3 separate regions of the Mus musculus genome follow, and regions 1 and 2 are each linked to region 3. The links are chromatin contacts, called in public HiCAR-type and promoter capture Hi-C maps. All regions are on one chromosome and are shown on one strand. The core of a region is the stretch at or near the end of the contact, and the rest is flanking DNA. Distances in the headings are between cores, read along the strand shown. Region 1 holds the start of Sf3b6 (splicing factor 3B, subunit 6). Region 2 holds the start of Pfn4 (profilin family, member 4). Region 3 holds the start of Ptrhd1 (peptidyl-tRNA hydrolase domain containing 1).

Region 1 (4,503 bases), core at 727-3,226, 580 kb after region 3:
CTCACTACAGTCTTTCTATGCACGATGTAACACATGCTATTATAATTCCACTCACTACAGTCTTTCTATGCACGATGTAACACATGCTATTATAATTCCACTCACTACAGTCTTTCTATGGCCAGTGCTTCAGGTCCAACCGTACTTGCCTCCTGCGCTTGTAGTGATTTGTTATTTTCAGGCAAGGCCTCAATAGGTAGCCCAGGCTAGCCTTAAGCTCGAGCTTTCCCTGCTTCAAACTCCACGTGCTGGGGTTATAGGCACGCACAGCCACACCTATGTTTATCTTTACTCACATGTCCAGAGATATACCTTGAAACCTTATGAGTACCAATGCTTGCGTTTAACATGACTACCAATCTCTCTCCTTTGGAAGGTGCTGATCCTATTAGGAGAAGAATGTCAACTGCCCAGCTCTTGATGGTTGCTGGGCTCTCTGTGGCTTAATAGTAGGAGCTGTTGTTAGTTTTAGTGGGCCCTGTTTTTAAAACTACTTCTTTGTTTGTTTGGGTTTTTTTGTTTGTTTGTTTTTTGAGACAGAGTTTCTCGGTATAGCCCTGGTTATCCTGGAACTCACTTTGTAGACCAGGCTGGCCTTGAACTCAGAAATCTGCCTGCCTCTGCCTCCAGAGTGCTGGGATTAAAGGCGTGCGCCACCACGCCCAGCCTTTAAAACTACTTTTTAAATGAGGTAGTCGGATCACTAGTTTGCTCGATCTAGGGATAATGAGGTGGGTGGTAAGTGAAAGAAAGTAGGATTGTCACCCAGAAAACTGCCTTTGTACAAACAGCTTGCTTTAGGGAGCCTATAAATAAGTCTGCTACCTTGTGTACCAATTGGTAACTGTGTTCAGATAATTAATTCTCTAAACCCTCCCACGTATTTCTATACTTCATATTTATATGTTTCTATCAGAATGAGCAAAAACATGGCCACAGTATTAAGTCTTCACATAGGCCCACGGCTTTGTTTTCAGGGTAGACCTCTTCTCAGTATACCAAAAAAGCCTATGTAAGCTTGGACCTTCGACAGGTTTATGTTCCTAAAATCCTCTGTAGCATCATAGAAGGAGCCAGCTTTGGGAGTATATCCCATCAGTTTCGCAGCGATAAGGCTTCAGCATTCCTTTTGTGTTAAGCTATGTAAGTCTGTCACTTGCACTAGTATTTTACTGCAGCCTTCAGTCTTACCTGGTACAGAATGAGGGTGCACATTTGAAAGCATGCTCTTTCCTGATGGGAAGTGAAAGGGTGTGCTGTTTTAGATACTCAAAACATTAGGGCTAGGCAGGATGGAGAATAACAGGGTTAAGGCCTTTCTTCAGGCTGATAATCTTTTCCTTAGTACAAACGCCGGTGAAAACCTCCACGGAGCAGATTCTGCCTTTCTCTGCAAACAGCCCCCAACGTCTGCTGCTGGTTCTTGATAGAGTCTACCCGGCAACTTATATTCAAGTGGCTAATATGTGGGGGCTAACAGGAGCGCGGGCAAAATCGTCTTGGAGCTGCCCTAGTGAAGGAGGACCTCCGAGCAAACTCGGAAGTGGCCTCTCTTCCCATGTCCTGTAAAGCTGGTCTAAGGAAATAAAAAGATGCATGTGACGGGTTGTGTGCTCTGTTTGCGTGGACAGGGGCCGCGGGAACCGGGTGAGGGAGTTCGACGGTCAGGTGAAGCGCGACCTGAGGCCCAGGGCCCCGGGATCGGCCTTCCGAGCAAAGTTCAGATTGGGACCTCTGTTGGAAGCGCTGGCGAGCCGGGTTCCTCTCCGAGACCTGGGCGCGCTAAATCGCAGGCTCTGGGTCTGATCTCTCTCATGGACCCCGCCCCTCGCTCCTTAAGCCACACCCCCTCAAGCGGAACACCTCCCTTCCCTTGGCATTCGCCCCGCCCCTTCCGGTCCGCAATCCGGAAGCGTTCTGGAGCTTGCTAGTTCGCTTTCCGGCTTGAGAATGCGTTCTCTGTAGTGTGACTTGGAGCATCTTTTCTAGGAAGTAAACGCGTCCTAATTTGAGACGCGGACTTTCCGGCATTGCTGTAAAAGCTTCCGGCGCTACCTGGCTGTAAATACTCTGTATCTGACGCCGTGTCGCCCACGAAGGCGATCAGGTTTAGAAATATCCAGAGGGATCTTACGGTAACCTACATCAGCCCGCCAAGATGGCGATGCAAGCGGCTAAGAGGGCGAATGTGAGTACCCCGCTTTCTGCGTGACAGGGAAGCGATGTTGTTGCTTGACTGTTGCTGCGTGCCTGGGGAGCGTTTTTTGTCCCTCCGCCCATAGTTGGGGAAGCTTGTTATCAGTTCTGTCAAAGGAGGTTCTGTCCTGGGCTCGTCCTCAGGGGTGTGTTCTTTGAGCGACTTTTCGCCCCACCCCTATTGAGAGCCCCCTGGCATCAGTGACCTCGTAACGCCTAGGACCAGGCGTTAGGCTCTTCTGAGTCCAAAAAGACATACGGAGTAACTATTTGGTTCCTTGCCAGCTGGAGCCTGGGATTTTTCTCGAATGTAGAACTTTGGGAATCCTCTATTAATATTATGTAAGCACCTGCTTTGTCTCTTGTCTTACAAACGGGAAGCAATTCATCAGTTGGGTTTATTCAACACTACTGTGTAAAGGACTAGTCGGGCTTATGTTCTACTGTTGTCAGTGAGTGTTACCAAAACCTTTAAGGAAAAAAAAAAACATCTTTCAGGAAATTAAGAAGTGGTTAAAACTTAGAATCACACCAAAACAAAGACACATAATTGACCATTGGATATCCTGATGAAGATTTTGGGCAACCGCGATTATGTGAATCATTTCAGTGAATGAAAACTTAGTTCCTGTAAAATAAAAAGATGGTAGGAGTTAGGACAAAACTGTAGAGCTGATTCTATGATTTTTCTTATTAATAGAGAAATTGAATTGTTTTAAAGATACCTACAGTGCTTTTTATAGACCAACGAGAGTGAGCCAACATAATGGTAGAGACCTGATATGTAAGATTCCAGAGTAAAACTGGAATGTGGCTCAGTGATTGCCTAGTGGGCGTGAGTCTGGATTTGACTCCCAGCACCTCAAACCATGACAACCAAAAATAAGTAAAGAGGGGAGTGGTTGGTACACCAATAGAAGAAAAAAATGGTTGGATGGACATAGATGGATAAAGTTTACAATAGGAATATATAGTTACCATTTGATCATATCTGTTTTCTTCAAGAAGTGTGGAGCCCCGGGTCATATCCTATGTTGGCTGAGAAGAGTATAGAGCCTTTTCAAATTTTACAGGGGATGATGATGGTGAAGTTTTAGGAGAGAAGAGAGAGACATACACAGTGTTTTACACAGTGAAAAAGCAGATTTACTGGAGAAATATATTTGTGTGGCAGTTGTTGATTATCAAACTTGACCTGGAAATCTTAAACTTTTATAGTCTGTCTAATTATCACCACTACTCATTTGAAGGTAGGGATAAGCGTTTTTACTTTCATGTTTGTTTATTATTGTATGTGCACATGTAGAGGCCAGACGACAATTTGTGGGAGTCGGTTCTCTCCATGTGGATTCCAGGGATTGACAGCTCACCAGGCTTGCTGGCGAGGGCCAGCTCACCAGCCTGAGGGCAAATATCTTATCCTTTCATTCATATAATGCTTAGCTTCATACCAAAAGCCGTGTTGGTTTAATAAGTGATTACTGAAAATGTTTTGTCTGAGCTGGGCATGGTGGTGGCGGCGCATGTCTTTTATCCCAGCACTCGGGAGGCAAAGGCAGGCGGATTTCTGAGTTCGAGGCCAGCCTGGTCTACAGAGTGAGTTCCAGAACAGCCAGGGCTACACAGAGACACCCTGCCTCATAAAACCAAAAAAAAAAAAAAAGAAAGAAAGAAAGAAAATGTTTTGTCTGGTATGTAATTGACTGTAGTAGCAAAGAGGGACGTGTGAGTCAGCTGTAGAGGAAGAAGGCTAAGAGTGAGGAGTGTACAGCAGGTTCAGACAGGCAACAGACCGGGCCACAGTATCAATGTCACAGATAGGAGGAACAACAAGAAGGGTGAGAGTGAAGAGTGTATAGCAGGTCAAGACAAGCCACAAACTGGGGCACAGTATCAATGTCACTGATAGGAGGAACAACAGCCAGGCCCCTAAAAGGCTGACAAGGGAACGCTGGAATGAAAAGATGTTAGTAAAGACACTTTCAAGTGGTAGCTCAGGTCTGGGTGTCCTATAAAGAAGATGAGTCAGTCAGGACAGACTTTCCTTTGCAGCCTGCATGACTGAAAACAGAAGCAAGATTTAAAAAAAGGTAGAGCTGGAAAGTGCAGGGAAGGTAGACACCTTGTCTTTCATTCAAGGCATCTCTCTTAGTACCTAGCTCACTGTGTACATTTAAAAGGCACTTAGTAGCTGGGCAGTGGTGGCGCACGCCTTTGATCCCAGCACTCAGGAGGCAGAGGCAGGTGGATGTCTGACTTCGAGGCCAGCCTGGTCTACAGAGTGAGTTCCAGGACAGCCAGGGCTAC
Region 2 (4,018 bases), core at 472-2,971, 540 kb after region 3:
GGAGGCAGAGGCAGGCAGATCTCTGATTTTTCAGACCAGCCTGGTCTACAAAGCGAGTTCCAGGACAGCCAGGGTTATACAGCAAAATCCTGTCTCAAACAAACAAACAAAACCCTGTCTCAAACAAACAAGAAACAAACCAAAAAAGAATACATAAGTTTTCACTGCATAAAATTTTTTTAAAATAAGCAAAACCATAATGACAGAATGGTTACAGGAAATGAGGGAAGTGTGAGGGGGTACTCCAAAAGAACTTGATGAGAAAACTGGGAGCAGTCAATGTATTTGTTATCTTGATGTGTAAAACTGGCTTCAGGAACATACACACGTTAAAATTTATCGTTATGCATTTCAAGTGTATTTATTTTACACCAATTATACCTTAATAAAACTCTTTAGGAAGAAAAATACAACATATCCAGGTTTAAATAGGGGTTTTTGGTTGGTTGGTTGGTTTTTCGAGACAGGGTTTCCCTGTGTAACCCTGGCTGTCCTGGAACTCACTCTCTAGACCAGGCTGGCCTTGAACTCAGAAATCCACCTGCCTCTGCCTCCCGAGTGCTGGGATTAAAGGCGTGTGCCACCACGCCCGGCTTTAAGTAGGTTTTTATCAGCTTTGTTATATTGTTAAAATTTATAATCAATGGTATATGATTCTACTTTAAGCTCTTAAAGAGCAAAGTAAGTAAGTAACAAAGTTAGTAGAGTTAATGGGGATAGATAGGTTCTATCCAATAGAGTAAAATAGAAAGAAAAATAAAACTTATGCACAAGGCACATCTCTAAGCAAGGACCTCAACAGTCATACAACTGTACCTCCATAAAAGAAAGCGACTGTGGTTCCAACCATTCTTTGGAGCTCTTGAGCTTGGGGAGTGTGCCCGTCACCATATCATCTTGGCTCCTATTTTTCATTGTGGTCATCAAGTAACACAGTCCCTAGAAAAGCTAAAATAGCATTTATTTTGTAATTAAAATTCACAGTAATTTTCTCCGCGGTTTAATAATCAACACTCATGACCTTGGGCACTTAGGGAACGAGTCTTGGAAAACTGCCCGTCCATGTGTCCCTTCCAATTGGCTTGAAACAGGGCTCTCTTGAAGCCCTCCTGGCTAGGAATCTAGTTCCCAGCAGTTTTCTAGGTTTGATATGACATGAATGCTGATGAGTTGCCGCTTTCAAGCTACTGACAAATGAACTTAGAGAAAGAAGGGAATTTGGGACCTTCAAGCTCCAAGAGATCCAAAGCCCTCCCCGGGGCCTGCATGTGAGGGAGAAGAAGACTTGTGGGTCTGCGCCCATGATGAATCTAGGGTACCAGGCCCGCTCACCCGGGAGTACCGGGCCCCCGATTCGCGATTCGCCGGCTCCGACACAGACCGCGTGCGCGGGCCGTCCTGCCGCGCAGGCTTCCACAGGTCCTTCAGCCCCCTCTGGCGGTGGGCCTGCCCTTCGGCTCTCCGCACCACAGTGAGCCCGCGGCCTCAGCCCGAGACCTTGGATTCGGAACGCGCGGGCGTTCGGACCTCTGTCTCCTGGGACGCGGCGCCACCCCTACGCGCCCCTCGGCCAGCGGGAAGACGAGAACGCGCGCGCACCTCGCCGAACAGCACGGAGCAGTGCAGCCCTCTGGCCTGGGAGCGAGGCGAGTCGAAAAGGAGGCAGTGGAACTGTCTCGCGCTAACAGGCAGCTATCGCAGCCAATCAGCTTTTCAGATCCGTGCTACGCCCGCCCCTAGCGGAGCCTCGTCTCCTCTTGTAGCCCCTACTCTGTGTTTAGTTCCCGGCCTCCAGGACTCAGGATTCAGTTAGGCTACCGGCCTCCCATCAATTAGTCCTCCGAAGGCAGCGGCGGGAGAGAGTCGTTCGCCTTACTAGGAACCTGCGGCAAAAGAGTGTTTGTGGCGGTTGACCCTTTGAGGGCCGTCCAAGATGGCAGCACATGAGCAGTAAATGTAGCTCTAAAGAGCCTCCAAGGTGGTCTTAGAGCTCAGGTTTGTTGACCGGTGTCTTGTCTACAGCGTTGATGCTGGCCAAGGAGGAGGAATGAAAAGAGTATCTTTTTTAAATCGGTGGTGCACCTTGAGTGGTTTTGAGATTTTGTGGATAACTGGTTGCTTTTTTTTGTTTTTACTTTATTTTACTTTTATTTATTTGTTTGTTCATTTTTGCGGAGCTGAGAATTGAATGGAGGACTTATTCGCAGATCTTTATTTTTCTAAGACAGGGTCTCTTTGGCCTTGAACTTGTGACCTTCCTGCCCTTAGAGTACCCAAAATAATAGGCATAGACCTTTGTTTTTAAATCTCAGGTAAATCATTAAATAGATAAAAATATTGAGGCTCTGATTTTTTTTTCAAACTCACCTTCATAAACCATTCTGTGAATTCTGATTTTTCTATAATAGTTTTTCTTCCCCTCTGAGTACTGGTGAACCCTGGATGATGGACCACTATTTTCACTCGTCCACCGTTTTAGAGGACACACACTGATAATAAGCTGGAACGTACACAAGAAGCACTTGTATTGTCCCTCGTGGAGTCTTCAGCTGCAGGTTCTGGTTCAGAGCCGAAGAAGCATGAGTCACTTGCAGAACTTACTGTTAGATACCCTGCTGGGGACGAAACACGTGGACAGCGCAGCCCTCATCAAACTCCAGGAAAAGACCCTGTGTGTGACATCACCAGGATTTAGTGTAAGGGTGAAAGCTTCTTAAAAATATTTTTTAGGTTAGCATATAGAGTGTTGGATTTTATATGTTATCTTCATGTATGTGTTGTAAGCTATGTAACATCCGAACATGTTTCAACAATGTCAGAATTTATTGAGTAATGATAAATTCACAAAGTACGATAGTTTCTGTGGCAACAATTTCATACATATGCCTGCTTTCTTTGGTAACCTCACGGGTAAGCACAGATTCTTATTCTGCTATCTTAATTACTAATATCAACTCATGGATTACACACACACACACACACACACAGTGTTACAGATTGGCAATAAAGTGTTATGAGGCCACAGCAGAGATCAAGAATTTTCAGAAGTTCTGAAAAGCAGGGCAGTTGGTAGAAATATCATTAGATATTTGATATTTGTTGATAAATTAACAGTACCAGAGCTTCGGGAAAGAGTCTGGAGAAGCTGTAGTGATGACTTAAGGCTCCTTCAGATCTCAAGTTTGAAACTGAAGCCGCAGAGTTGAAACCAACTCCAGGAATAAAGGAACCAAGATGGGTCCAGACAGATTGGTAGACTGATAGATGGGGCAAGTCCAGGGCAGTAGGAACTAATACCATCTCAGTGCTAGGTGTTTGCTTCTTTAGGGAGCCAGGTAAGGAAGACACACCCATTCTTTGCTCTGTTGTATATGGTAGTTTCTTGGGCCTGTTTTTTCTGATACGATTTTAATATGTCCATATGCCTCTGCTATTTCAGCATTCTCTCTACTCCCAGAAATAAGTCATTTTTTCAGTCTGGGTTGAGTGGGTGGTTCTTGATAGACCTACTGTTCCTGTGTCCATCCAGGTATGAAGTCATCCTCCATCTTCAAAATAGAGTCTCTCGGGGCAAGACACACTGAAAAACCACTGTTTTACAAAATATAGAGTAACTTAGAGCAAAGCACATCCTGATCCTATATGACACTATACCTTGTTTTCATTCATCCCCAAGGGCCTTCTATCCACCCTCTCCAGCTTCAGCTGGTTCTCTTCCTCCCTTAATTCTTCTGTTTTCTTATCATGTGTATTCCATTATCCTGTTTCCCACATTCCTTAAGAGATCCTCCTCCTCTCTTATAAGTTTGTCTCACACACACACACACACAGATACATAACTGTAAAGACGTGTTTGATGTGTATGGGTGTGTTTTGTCTGCATGTATGTTCATGCACCATGTGTATGCAGTGCCTGCAGAGGGCAAAAGAGGGTTTCAGGTCTCTAGAACTAGACAGTTGGTACCTACAATGTGGATGGGCACTGGGAACTGAACCTGGGTTCTCTGCAAGAGCAACA
Region 3 (4,200 bases), core at 40-2,539:
GTTCACAAGAATATACATTCACAAAAATCCTTTCTTCATTTGTCTTGGGACAGCCCAGACCTGGCTCATTCATCTATCCAGCCAAGGCTAGACATCAAATTACTAGTGTATAGCTCCTTTAAAAAACAAACAAACCAACTTGCATAAGATCAAGAGAGAGCCACAGTAGGCAGCATGTTGGCCCTTCACTTGCTTTTCTTCCCGTTACTGACTCCTGACTTCTTTTATTTCCTCTGGAGCCTGAGCACAGCAGTTCCTTCTCTCTGCTGTATTTAGTTCCTCTCCAAGTTCACACGATAAGCAGTGGTAATTGCCAAGCAGAGAGAGAAAACCAACATAATCATAACTAAATGTTTCAATCTTTTGGATTGGAGATGACAAGGGAACTGGAGAATAATTGACCTGTCGAAGTTTGATGATTATTCACAAACTTTCACTCGTCACTTGTTTAGCCAGGTGTGCTGACACACAGAAGGGCAAGTTACTGGCAAATTTGGGATTACATAGTAATTTAGTTCTAGGGTATGGATTATACTTGATTGCAACATATTTTTAACAATTAAGTCATCAAACTTTTAGTTTTTAGTAACAATTTCAACCCACATGATGCTTTCACATTAAGTTTTGTTTAAAGGAGAAAGAAAATGAGGCAGAACTATAATGTGTCCAAGCCACAAAATTTCCTAAGATAGAGCCCTGAATCAAATCCATATCTAATCGCCAAAGTTACTGCCTTACAGTGTCCCTTCCTTTGCAATAAAGTCTGGAAACACTGTGGTACAGAGAAAGCCAAACCCCTTTGAATACCTCCTTTGCACTTCCTGCCTGGACACAAAGTATTTGCAGACTCCATCTCCTCTTCGGGTTCTCAAGTGTTTTTTCTTACGATGCTGGACGTACAAGGCAGGGTTAACATGGACCCGAACGTCCTTAACTGTAAATAGTAAAAGACACGCAATCACCAATCTATTGCCACTATTGCCTGACAGTCCCGGGATAAGCAAAGTGTCCCCGCTGGCGTCCCTTACCTTGGACTGGTCAGCCCTGTCCACGCCTACCTCACCGCCGTGGCCACTATGGTCCAGCCGGGCTTCCTCGAACACCCAAAGAAGCTGTACAGTAATGCTAATCTGTCTACCACTGGGTCTTGCTTTCTCGCCAAAGCTCCCTCACTCAGGATGCAGTTTAAGAATTCCCGCCGAGAGCAACTGAAGTAACAACGTAACCCACTGATCCCAGAGTGCTTTGTGCTTCCGCCGTACACGAACATGGTGGCGCCCAGCAGCTCCACACTAATCCCAGCATGCACCGCAAGGTACGTCCGGCCAGTCTGATGATCAGGAAGATGGCATGCTCTGGGGTGGAGCCACAGATCCTTGTACAGTACTTAGTATTACGAAAGGATCTATCTCAGGCTCCCTTTTCCTGGCCCACCGGCGCACTGGTAGCGCAGGCTTGTCACGCCGCCACAGCAGCCTTGCACCTTCATCGAGACCATCCGCACACGGCAGCTTATCTCCGGGAGCTGGGGCGCATGCGCAAGGTGGTTCTCGAGGTGAGGCGTGGGGAGTATCCGGAGGGACCCTAAACGGGGGTGGGGTGCCGAGGCCGGAAGTAGATCTGCTCTTGGGCCCAACCCTTAGCTTCCGGAAGTACGTGTGGCATGATTGTAGGAGGGATCACTAAGAGTTTGGGAATGGTCTGCGCTACGCAGTGAACCTTCCCTTTGGCAGAGCATGACTGTGAAGAACCGACGCAGACCCTGCTATCACAGCGTTCACCAGAAATTGGTTGTTCCAGTGTCCCTTAGATCCCTGGGAACGAAGCTGGGGAAAGCGTGGCGCTTATGCCTGTGCACCAATCTGCCTTTTAAAACTGGGCCTAGCCGGGCGAGGTGGCGCACGCCTTTAATCCCAGCACTTGGGAGGCAGAGGCAGGCAGATTTCTGAGTTCGAGGCCAGCCTGGGCTACAAAGTGAGTTCCAGAACAGCCAGGGCTATACAGAGAAACCCTGTCTCAAAAAAAAAAAAAAAAAAAAAAAAAAAAAGAAAGAAAAAGAAAAAAGCTGGGCCTAAAATTAGCACTGCCTTAATATTGTTAGTAAGAAATAGAGGCTGTTTATTTAAAAGGAGAAATGCTCAGTGAGTGGGGAAAAGGAGTATGTTTTTCAGAAGCTCTGAGTCTCAAGTCTCCTAACTGACATTTACATAGCACCTGCTTCTCTAGAGAAATCTTTATCCAGGAAAACACTGGCAAAGGGGTGAGAGTGGAGGAACAATGGCCAAAGGGACCAACGTGCCAACCTACATCTGTGTTCAACTTTCTGAGGGGTCCTTTCCCATCTTGGTGATTTACATACGCATTTGATTAACCCTTTTTTAAAGATCTACTTAAATTCTGTGTAGGTGTGTGTGTCTGTGGGACATATGCACATGGGTGCAGACGTGTAGGTGTGTGTGTCTGTGGGACGTATGCACATGGGTGCAGACGTGTAGGTGTGTGTGTCTGTGGGACGTATGCACATGGGAGGACAGAGTAGGATGTAGGCTCTTCTGCAGTTATAGGCAGTGAGAACATCCCACTGTGGGTTCTAGGAACTGAACTCTGGTCCTCTGGACACGGAGCATCTCCTCAGCTCCTGGACTAACTCTTAAGGGTTAGGACCATATGATATTCTTTACCAGAAAGCCTTCTCCTAGATCTCCTGGAATTTAAAAAAGTTGTATTTGTATCCAGGTCAAGATCCTGTTGGCCTTAGATCCTATTCTGCTGACCAAAAAGCATATAATAGGGTAGATGAAAAGGGTTGGTGAGATGGCTCATTGGGTAAAGGCATATGCCACCAAGTCTGACAACCCTAGTTCTATCCCTGGACTCACTTGATGGGAAGAAAAAAAAAACAAAAACAAATCTTACAAGTTATTCTCAGTGTGCATGCATAATATAATATTCTAGTTTGCTTTTTGTTGCTGAGAAAAATACCATGGCCAAAAAAAAATCAACTTGGGAAGGAAAGGATTTATTACACCTTACAGGTTACATCAATCATCTAGAGAAGCCAAAGCAGGAACTTAAGGCAGAAATCTTGAAGCAGAAACCACAGAGGAACACTGTTTACTGGCTCTCCTGACCTTCAACTATTTTACTTATACACTTAAGGCCAATTTGCCTAGGGATGGTACTGCCCACAGTGGACTGAGCCCTCTTATATCAAATAGTTGAGAGATGTGTCCTGCATCAACTTAGGCTTGGGCCTGAGGGGATGAGAGAGGGAGAAGGAAAGTATATGTAATTTTAGAAGTCTTCCCAGTGGTCAGCTGAGTCACAGATAGCTTAAGGGTGAAGGTGAGCTGCAGTAGGCGCCAGCCATAGGGAACTAGAAACTATATAGCAGAATTCAATACAAAAAAGAGAATTGCATTTTATTAACAGGGTATCGAGCCTCCTTCTCAGCCCCTTCCTAGCCACTTCTGTAAGATCCTAAAAAAAGGAAATAGCAAACCAATGGGCACAACTGTTGCTCTACAGTTCTTTGGTGGAGCCACAGCTCCAGTTACAGAGCCCGTCCCCACTCTTGTGACCTTCTGACACTTCCTAAATGGGTCATTCAGTCTGTGTTGTGTGTTCTGCAACTTGTAGGCTGCTGATGAGACCACCTTGAAGGAGCTGGCTGAGACCCTGCAGCAGAAGAACATTGACCACACGCTGTGGCTGGAGCAGCCGGAGAACATTGCCACATGCATAGCCCTGAGGCCATACCCCAAGGAAGAAGTGAGCCAGTATTTGAAGAAGTTCCGATTGTTCAAGTGACTGTAGTTCTGGGAGAACTGAAAGTCAGCTGGGTCTGGGGAGCCAAATGGCCACCATCCTGAAGCATTGTGGGTTCCTTTCAATGTTGTTATACTCTTCCCCTCTAGTTATGGTGGTTTCTTAAGAACCAGCACAAATTCAAATTAAAGCTCTCATTAATAAGCACCTACTACTATCATCATTATCATCATTGCCACTAAGTTCAAGTGAGGAGAGTGGATAAGCATCACTATTATCTGTGGGTCATCGCTGACACACAATATGTTTTCTGTTGGGAATAATGGACTTCAGGTCACTCAGGTTTAAAATGTTGCCTTTGAGTTCCTTACCTCCCCTCCCTCTCTCTGCTCCCCATTTCCCTCTTCTTTCCTTGATGTCCCATGACTGGCC

Evidence for each region. Promoter capture Hi-C pulls out the DNA fragments that hold promoters and counts their contacts. HiCAR-type assays count read pairs that join an accessible place to other places.
Region 1: a promoter capture Hi-C map of pre-B cells shows a contact between it and region 3. The contact joins the promoter of Sf3b6 here to the promoter of Ptrhd1 in region 3. A contact is called at or near these places in 11 of 39 promoter capture datasets (the 3T3-L1 cell line, the C10 cell line, cranial neural crest and 6 more), 9 of 484 Hi-C or Micro-C datasets (B cells, CD4 T cells, the G1E-ER4 cell line and 5 more), 11 of 115 datasets of contacts at active chromatin or transcription factors (the 230-238 cell line, astrocytes, bone marrow-derived macrophages and 7 more) and 3 of 9 other capture datasets (adipose tissue, liver and pancreatic islet).
Region 2: a HiCAR-type map of astrocytes shows a contact between it and region 3, with 4 times the contacts expected there. The contact joins the promoter of Pfn4 here to the promoter of Ptrhd1 in region 3. A contact is called at or near these places in 3 of 39 promoter capture datasets (liver, neural stem cells and pre-B cells), 3 of 484 Hi-C or Micro-C datasets (CD4 T cells, cardiomyocytes and uterus), 13 of 115 datasets of contacts at active chromatin or transcription factors (astrocytes, bone marrow-derived macrophages, cardiomyocytes and 10 more) and 3 of 9 other capture datasets (adipose tissue, liver and macrophages).

Annotation. Positions count from the first base shown.
Region 1 is chr12:4,815,632-4,820,134 of GRCm38.p6, forward strand. Sf3b6 (splicing factor 3B, subunit 6) reads left to right here and starts at 1,977. Exons shown (of 4, transcript NM_025323.2): 1 at 1,977-2,188. The coding sequence starts at 2,159. It also overlaps the pseudogene Gm20348.
Region 2 is chr12:4,767,574-4,771,591 of GRCm38.p6, forward strand. Pfn4 (profilin family, member 4) reads left to right here and starts at 1,722. Exons shown (of 4, transcript NM_028376.4): 1 at 1,722-2,696. The coding sequence starts at 2,580. It overlaps Fam228b (family with sequence similarity 228, member B), which reads right to left and starts at 1,661. Exons shown (of 7, transcript NM_175431.5): 1 at 1,333-1,661; 2 at 817-948. The coding sequence starts at 924.
Region 3 is chr12:4,232,724-4,236,923 of GRCm38.p6, forward strand. It overlaps Ptrhd1 (peptidyl-tRNA hydrolase domain containing 1), which reads left to right and starts at 1,290. Exons shown (of 2, transcript NM_001204912.2): 1 at 1,290-1,555; 2 at 3,640-4,200. The coding sequence starts at 1,304. The coding sequence ends at 3,810. Cenpo (centromere protein O) reads right to left here and starts at 1,242. Exons shown (of 7, transcript NM_134046.6): 1 at 1,029-1,242; 2 at 808-934. The coding sequence starts at 853.